Regions from separate parts of the Rattus norvegicus genome. Here region 2 is linked to region 1. A link is a contact called in public Hi-C data. All regions are on one chromosome and are shown on one strand. Each heading gives the region's core, a stretch centred on a gene start, on an enhancer-like site or on the middle of the called end of the contact. The rest is flanking DNA. Distances are from core to core; before and after follow the strand shown.

Region 1 (4,226 bases), core at 286-2,785:
TAACTTTGATCACAGATTGTATTTCGACCCCTATTAAACTTGCCATTTATCAACTCCACACTTTCTGGAGTTAAACTTATTATTGATATGAAAATTCCCTATACTAAGGTTCCATAGATGAACACAGAATCTATTGCATTCCATATGAAATTATTGTTAAATTTTCTTAAAATTTATTTTGATAAACATTTTGATTCCATTTCTTCGAGTTCAAGGACGTTTCTCAGTTCAAAGATCTTTATCGTGCAGCTTTGGTAAGTACACAAAAATATGAAGAAACACGATAAACATCACCCTTCCTTTCACCACCAAAGCAGAAAGAAGCACAGGCTTTAAACAGTGGCTGCTCACGTGAACTTTGAAAGCATGGAGACTGCCATATGTCTTGCTAACAGAACCAATTCTACAGATCTAACCGACTAAAATCATGTCTTCTCAGGTCGCCTCATTATTCTTACATACCTGGAATTTCACTAAGACAGAGCCAACTTGGCAACCAACATCCAAAAGACGAATGATCATTGGCCCAGGTTCGTTTCTCTCATTCATTTTCTCACTCCACAGATATTTATCATCTACTGTGTGCGTGAACTATCAACATGGCCCCTGCCCTCTTCAAAATTACAATGGGAAGGCAGAATAGATTAAGTATTAATACATAAACATATAAGCATACAGGTGTACGGATTTTGAGTAGTGTAGAAAAGAAAGAGATCAGGTGGTTGGGGAAATAAACAGTAGGGAGTATTCCAACTCCCATTCCAATGGAGTAACAAGCCAGAAGGCCAAGAAATAAGTGTGAAGACTCTAAGGCTGTGCACTTGGCTTGGCTAAATAAAGGTAGTGAGAAAAGACTAGGCTGTAGGGGTAGGCCCACCTCTATCCAGACTACTAATCTCGAATAAGGCTTTATTATGTATTCCTTGTAAGGTATTTTATTCTACACACATTTTCAATTTATATTATACACACTAAATAAATATTTTGTATTTTGTTTACTTTTACTGTGTGACTTGCAAACATACAAGGCCCAAAGATTATGAAATGCAGAGTTACGTTTCGCCTGGCCTTTTAGCCAGTTTTCCTCTTGAGTCCACATTGCAAGCACAGGCAGGAATGAGACCCCGAAGTGAGACGCCGGAGTGAGGTGCAGTTTGAAGACCCGCAAGTGGCCCAGTGAAATGGCACAGCAGCACCAGGTTCCGACTTGGTTCACCCTTCCAATCTCCATAGTTCGGGGATCATTAAGAACCCCTTTCCCTGCTCTCAAGATCATTCCCATGCTGTGTTCTGAGCTGCGACCGCGCCCTGTAGCTGGCCCCTAGGGCGGTCGCCCGCGCTCCTACATTCCAGTACTCCGGTCTGGACACCCAGCTCAGGTGTGCGCGTCCAGTTTGCAAACACTTGGAGCGCTCTCAGGGCAGGCGTAGGCGGGAACTGCAGGGCGCCTCAGTGCGAGCTTCCCCGGCGTGCTGAGGCGGGGCCAAGAGGGGCGGGGCGTAGCGCGGGGGCGGGGCTGGCGCCGCGGGCCTCTGCGAAGTTGGGTTGTGCGCTTGCCTCCGAGTTTTGGTGAGGACTCAGGCCACCCACGGGGACTGGGAGCACTCTTTGGTCCGTGCTCTGGACGCCAGGAAGGGTGAGCGCGCTGGAGACCGCGCACCGGGGGCAGGCTGTACTAGCGCGGGGCGGGCGGCTAGATGGAGACGCGGGGGAGTGTCCCGCGGCAAGCTGTCCCAGCCAGCTGAACTCTTTCCAAGTGTCCTGCAGTGGCGGCGAGCTCTCTAGGTGCCAACCGGCTTGGGGCGCGGGAAGGACTCAGAAGAGACCAGATTCATCTAATCGGTTGCGGCTCGGATCTCAATCCTCGGTCGCGCAGCGTGGCGGGAGGCGCTGTGCCCGAGAAAGGGCGGGTAAGTGAGGCGCTGCCGAGTCCGGCGCGACACCCGTGTGACCGCCGGACTGGACCCCGGCTAGGCTCCCAGACAATACTAGTTGTCCGGAGGCAAAGTTCCTTCCTCTTAGACAACCTGAGAAGCTTTCCTCCTCTTGGGGCCGGCCCAAAGGCCCCGCTATGGACGGCGAAAGCGAGGTGGATTTTTCCAGCAACGGCGTCACCCCTTTGTGGCGGAGACGGTCTACCCCTCCGCTCCAGTTGCTCGGCCGGAGCAAGCCGCGGCCACAGTCGTACCAGAGCCCCAGCGGGCTGCTGATCACTGACTTCCCGGTGGAGGAGCTAGCTGCTCTGCCCGCGCCACAGACTCCGGTCCCTGTACCCGCCGGCCCAGAGGGCAGGACAGTGTCCAGGAGCCCCCAGCTTCTGTGCGCACATCGGAGGCCGGTGACCAATGGTCGCACGGTGTCCCCGGACTACAGAGCTGCTTCTCCTCGACTTCGACGACCCAAGTCACCCCTGGTTTCCTACGCGGCGTCTGGAGGCTCCCCGAAGTCCGCTGTTAATGGCACGGTGTCCTCGCCCGCGGCGCTGTTGTCGCGCGCCTCGCGGACTCCGGACATCCCAGCCTCTAGCGCCCCGGGTGAGGACCGCACCAGGGTGACTGCCAGTAAGGTATCTTCACCCACTGCGAATGGCCTTGCCCCGAAAACCGACTCATCTGGCCCAGTATCACAAACTGGTCAGTCTGCTGGGGACTTGGAGCCGTCCCCCTCGAGACTCTCTCCTGCCCCCCAGCACAGGTCTTCAGAACAAAAACTGCCCCTCCAAAGGCTGCCCTCCCAAGGGAATGAGCTACCGAACCCTTCCGTGATTTTGAGTACCAACAGCCCGGCGGCCCTCAAGATGGGAAAGCAGCAGATTATCCCCAAAAGCCTTGCCTCCGAAATTAAACTGAGTAAATCCAACAGTCAGAATGTAGAGCCCCACAGGAGGCTTCTCAAGGTGCGCAGCATGGTGGAGGGACTGGGAGCACCCCTGGGCCCCGAAGGGGAGGAAAGCGAAGCCGACAACGACATAGACAGCCCGGGCTCCCTTCGGCGAGGCTTGCGGTCCACATCTTACCGAAGGGCAGTGGTCAGCGGTTTTGATTTTGACAGTCCCACCAGCTCAAAGAAGAAGAACAGAATGTCCCAGCCTGTCCTGAAGGCGGTAATGGAAGACAAGGAGAAGTTCTCTAGCTTGGGAAGGATAAAGGTAAGACTGGGCTGGCTCACGTGCCATTCATTAAATCCAATGTGAACGTGTTGGGGAAATTTTTTGAATGCCCATAGCACATGAAATCATGGAACAGTGCATTGCCTTGTTTTTTTCAGTAACCATGCCCCATATTTGTGCTTTATTATTAACTATCATTATAATTATCATTATCATTATTATTATTTACAAACTAATAGCTTAGAATCTGTATGAAAGTGAGAGATATTGTAACCTAATATGGGCCTAGCAGTTGGCCTTACTAAATATTTTTTTTACAATGTGACCTAAAGGAAAAGGGCCAGCCAGAGAGGGATGTTTGGAGTATGTGCCACCTTCTTAGAAACACGAGAGATCTAAGCAAGAGGGCAGTCACATTTTTTTTTTTTGATTAATCAGACAACCGGCACCAGTCTATAGAAATGTCACACATGTAATACACAAGCAAGCCTGTTTTAGTTTAGACATACAGTCTTAAAGGGAAGACATTACATAACATTTTATGTGCCCCTCCCCCAGCTGTCAGGGGGAGCAAAGTTCAGTTTAACAGTGAGAGTGAATCACAGAGACGTGAGCAGGACCGCTGGTCGTTCGAGGATTCTTTCTCTAGTTTAACGGGATGTGGGGACGCTCTACACTTTATTTTATTGTTGCGGTTTATTGCCATGGGGATTCTCTGCCATGTGCTTTTGGAAATCTGAAGGAAATAACAAAAAGGAACTTTTAACTTAAAATAGCTGTACTTGGCTTATTCATACACAGTTTGCTTTTCTCTCCTTTTTTTTTTTTTGTCTCTTAGAAAAAAATGCTGAAAGGACAAGGAACATTTGATGGAGAAGGTAAGCATTGAATTTTCCAGACTTTTATTGCAGCTTCAATATGGTACATCAATTAAAATTTGAAACCTGACTGCAGTAACAAAGACACTTGAGATGACAAAAACAAGAATGCCTAACTTAGTCTTGGATTATCCAGTACGAAGCTGTGTTCACCATGCCAACTTTGTTTATCCATGGGGGGGGGGTGTTGTTTATAAGCTGGTAACTTTTTCAGTTGACATCTTGAAAGCTTTCTTTTT
Region 2 (4,258 bases), core at 1,340-3,839, 100 kb after region 1:
AAGAACCGTGACTGTAGGAGCAGCAGTCTCTAGCTAGGAAGGATAGCTTCCTTCTAACTCTTATTTGTTCTAATTTACTTATAAAAATATTGGTTTCTATATGGAGTCATGTTGGCTCCCTTGCACCCTCATGTTCCCAATCTTCCATCCCACCAGTGCTTAAGCTCTCTACCCTGTTTTTCCCACCACTTTCATATCATGCCCTACTAACTAAATCCCCGCCTCCCCTACCTCTTAGGACGTCCTACTTCCCATTGGCCCCTTCCTAGTTTTCTGGCATCAGTAAGTTGCTAGAACACCCCTTCCCCCAATTTCTCCTGGTTTTCAACTTTTATTCTTAAGAACCCTGCTGACCATTTTGTAGGATGGACATCTAGTTGTGTACATGGTGTTATATGTTCGCCTGTCACGGACCTTAAGTCACTGTACTGCTAACCAGACAATAGTCTGAAAAAGACCAAGTCTTACTCTCCTTAAGAAGACAGGGGAAGACTGTTTTACTGTTGTCTGTTTTCCCTCTAGGCTTTTCAAGAAGAATGTGAGAGATGGAGAGTCCCCTTTGTCCGCCTTCATTAAAATGAGGCACAGACAGCTGCAGTTCCCACAGGCAGCAGGCTATAGCAAGTGACATCCTTGGCTTCCTGCATTTGCAGTAGAATTTGGATGCCCTTTTGGGTCCACAGTATGCGGGGATGAGATATCTGCTATGTGATCAGTGAGGGGACAAGCTCTCTTCACTCATATATGTGCTGTAGGATAGAGCCATCATAAACGAGAGTCAGAGGTCCATTCTTGCATTTCTTTTGCAGAAGTGAGAGCCTAATGAATGTGGCTGTGCTGTCAGCCACCCAGACTGGTTGCTGGGCTCTGACAAAGAGGCATTGTTGGCAGGGAGCTTTGCCCTCTTCCTGCTTCAGTTAATGATTTAATTACAACAGGAAGTACAAGCATGAGATGGAATTATAAATGGGACCTCAGAGTCCATGGTAGTCTGCTTTCCATTAGGAGCATCACAACATAAAGTAAACCGTCTGTATGGGGGCAGGTAGTTCAGGTGGCAGTGTTTCTTTCCTTTCCTTTTTGAGTCTAGTTTCTAGGTCCGAACATGACTTTCACGTTTGAGGGGTGCTGTTCCCTTTCTTCTGAGTCAAATTCTAGCCACCTTTCGTAATGGCACCTTTCATAAACAAACAATATTTTAAGTAGAAATGGGCAGTACATTGTTTTAAAGATTTATTCATTCTCATTTTATGTGCATCGGTGTTTTGCCTACACGTATGTCTGCGTGAGGTGCCAGATCCCTTGGTACTGGAGTTACAGTTGTGAGCTGGTATATGGGTGCTGGGAATTGAACCTGCATCCTGGAAGAGCAGCCAGTGCTCTTAACCACTGAGCCCTCCCCCTCTTTGGCCCCGTAGGCAGCATTTTAAACAGCACACAACAGTGCCACGTGCCCTCCTTGGGTAAGGGACCAAAATAAAGAAGTGTTCATTTGATACTCTGAACAGGTGATATGGCAGTGAGTACTAATATTTCCCAGGAAGCATATTAACTTCACCAGTTATTTTTAACAGTGTTACATATTAGCCGGACCAGTCCTGACTTTCTAGGGGTGGGAGAGGACAGATTTACAAGCCTGAATTAATCTCTCTTGTTTTCTTAATAACCACTTCTATTCTAAAAATGTTGGGAAAATAAAGTGCCCTTAATACAGTTTATTTTTTGAGATGTGGTTTGCTGTGTCGCTCATGCTAGCTGAGGTGATCCTCAGTCTCCTAAGTGCTGGGATCACCAGCAGTGCTGAGGCTGTAGTGTGTGCTCTCATTTTAAAGCTTTCCTTTTTAATACTTATCTAGCCTTTAGCAGATGCAGTGAAAAATTCAATTTCTGTGACTGCAACCTTTTTGCCATCAAGTTTAAAACCGGCACACCTACTACTCAGTCAAAGGATAAGACCAAGGGGCTCAGCTGCTCACTCCCCATGAGGAGACTGCCACAGCATCTTCTAGTGCCATGCATACGATGCTGGGTGGTTCTGGGAAGGCTGTTAGGCTCTTTTCCACTTGGTCTTCTCTCCTCTGTGGTTAAGTGTAGTTTAAGGAGCATCTTTCCCAGGACTCTGCACACTGCTTGGGGCTTGAACATGTTTAATTCTGCTTGTTTGCCCCATCATATTAAGGGCTATGAACAACAAAGAACCACAGCCTAGGGCAGAGCTCGTGCATTCAGTGAAGGTTGGTTGAAGGAAGGATTAGTTAGTTGTCTTGGAATTTGATACCCGACAGGTATCAGGGCAGAGGGAAAAGTCTGAACTGCTTGTGTGGTTAGGTTGCGAATTCCTCTTGTTTCTTCCTCTTGTTTCATATGGTAACAAGAGAGAGTGGAGGGGAGCGAGCCATGGACTCTGATAATGGCTTTCCTGTCTTTAGCAAGTCCTCAGCTCCTGCTTTGAGACACACTCCTTCCAGTTTCCTGGTGGGGCCAGCTCCTTGGCAAGGCGTGTAGAAGCCCCAGGGGAACTGGTGTGGTTTGACAGCTTCTAAGAGGGGGTGGTACTGACTCAATTGAAATGTTTTCAAGAAACAGCTCCATTCAGCAAGGGCAACAACAAGTGTCTTGTTCTGTCCTCTAGAGTCCCAGCAAGGGGCCACACTGTCTACAGGATGCCATTAGTACCCAGACAGCATGGCATAGGAGTGAATGATTTCATCTGGACTGTTCAACTTCAGTGGCAGGGGGCAGCTGCAGGATCTTGAGATTGGCCTGGTCTGCAAAGTCCTGTGTAAAAGATTCCGTTCCGAAGTGCAACGGGAAGGCAGCAGCTTGGGCAGGATAAGCATGGGGTAAAGACCTGCCCTGCTTTGGTTTGGCACAGAGAGACACAGATACTGAACTGTGGAGACTGCCCTTGGCGAACCACTCACCTGCTAGATATTAGTTTTCAGTTGGCATTGTACTTTGGAAATTCCAGTTCAGCCTGTGGCATAATAAGGATCTTTCCCCATCAAACAACAGAATTTAAAGTGTTTACTTGGGGACTGATTAAAAGGAAGTTAAATGTTCCTTATTCCTTACAAAACCAAGACAGAGCACTTTGCTCTATATTCAAGTTTTAGAAGCAGGATGGTAACGTCAGCTTCTAGTAGTTGTATGTGTTAATGACCTGATGCTTCCTTTCTGTCAGTATCTGTATGTGGATGTAGGCATGCACATGTCAGAGTGTGTGGGTCAGAGGACTCTTCCAGGTGACTGAGCTTCATTGCCATTCTGTAGTAGGCTCGGTGGCCCCAAAGATTCCTGAGATTCTCCATGTCTCCCATGGCCCTGTAGGAGAGGTGGAATTGCAGGCACTCAAATGCCATAGCATCTAGCTTCTACATAGGTTCTGGAGATCCAAGCTCATGCCTAGCAAGAGCTTAGCCTCTGAACAGACTCAGCCCCCTCTTTGCATTCTTCTAATTTTTAATTATTTGAGTACACACGTTTCATTTGAATTGTGGTACCTATTCATTTTACTTTTAAAACATTTATCAGTTTACTTATTTTTGGCTTTTTGAGTCAATCTCATTATATTGCAGAGTGGCCTTTCCCTTGTGGCAGTCTCCTGCCTGTCAGTATATGATCTGATAATAGCAGCAAACAACGTATAAACGATCAAGGCTCAGCATGTGATTGGTAATAGCATTCTCTCGTACGATGGTAACTGAGCCCCAGTTACACTAAGCAGTGTCCTAGAGATAATCTAATTAGCCAGGCAGCCCCACTGCCTGGTTTCAGGAGTCCACTCTGGACCAGCAACATAGTGAGGCTGAGCAGAGGGTGCCCTGGGGACAGACTGTCAGTTAAGAATAGGGAAGGCAATAGGTGTGCATATGGGGGGAGTTACTTGGAAGAGGTGAGGTTTGTGTTGCCAATACTGACAGTTTATAAGCCAAAGAAGCACTAGGCAAAAATGTTCTGTAGCACTTCATTCTCTAATATATAAAACAGATTGGCTTAAAATATAGGGTGCAAATCAGGCACTTGCATTGGACAGAAGACATGGGTTCTTGGTCTGGTGCCATATAGACATGGTTTGCATGAGCAAGCACTTGCAGACTTGAGCATTCTTAAAACACTTGGGTTTGTTTTGTTTTTTCTTTATGTTGTGATGCATTTTTTTTAGATTTATTTTCAATTACGTGTGTGTGTGTGTGTGTGTGTGTGTGTGTGTGTGATGTGAGTGTGGGTGATGTTAGAAGAGGCCAGAGACATCGGA

The links. Hi-C and Micro-C count contacts between places; a contact is called where the count stands out from the background.
Region 2: a Hi-C map of Schwann cells shows a contact between it and region 1, with 3 times the contacts expected there. The contact joins the enhancer-like site here to the promoter of Arhgef26 in region 1. A contact is called at or near these places in 6 of 12 Hi-C or Micro-C datasets (the A7r5 cell line, Schwann cells, kidney and 3 more) and 1 of 1 datasets of contacts at active chromatin or transcription factors (oligodendrocytes).

Annotation. Positions count from the first base shown.
Region 1 is chr2:148,887,888-148,892,113 of GRCr8, forward strand. It overlaps Arhgef26 (Rho guanine nucleotide exchange factor 26), which reads left to right and starts at 1,536. Exons shown (of 14, transcript NM_001427682.1): 1 at 1,536-3,148; 2 at 3,948-3,987. The coding sequence starts at 2,072.
Region 2 is chr2:148,991,287-148,995,544 of GRCr8, forward strand. All of the region lies in intron 11 of Arhgef26 (Rho guanine nucleotide exchange factor 26), which reads left to right. Among named protein-coding and RNA genes, the nearest start is that of Dhx36, 51 kb to the right of the region's middle. Within about 2 kb of position 2,590, at least 28 of the 93 cell types and tissues checked have an H3K27ac peak or open chromatin away from gene starts, as enhancers often do. A contact at or near this core is called in Schwann cells, where this site is marked.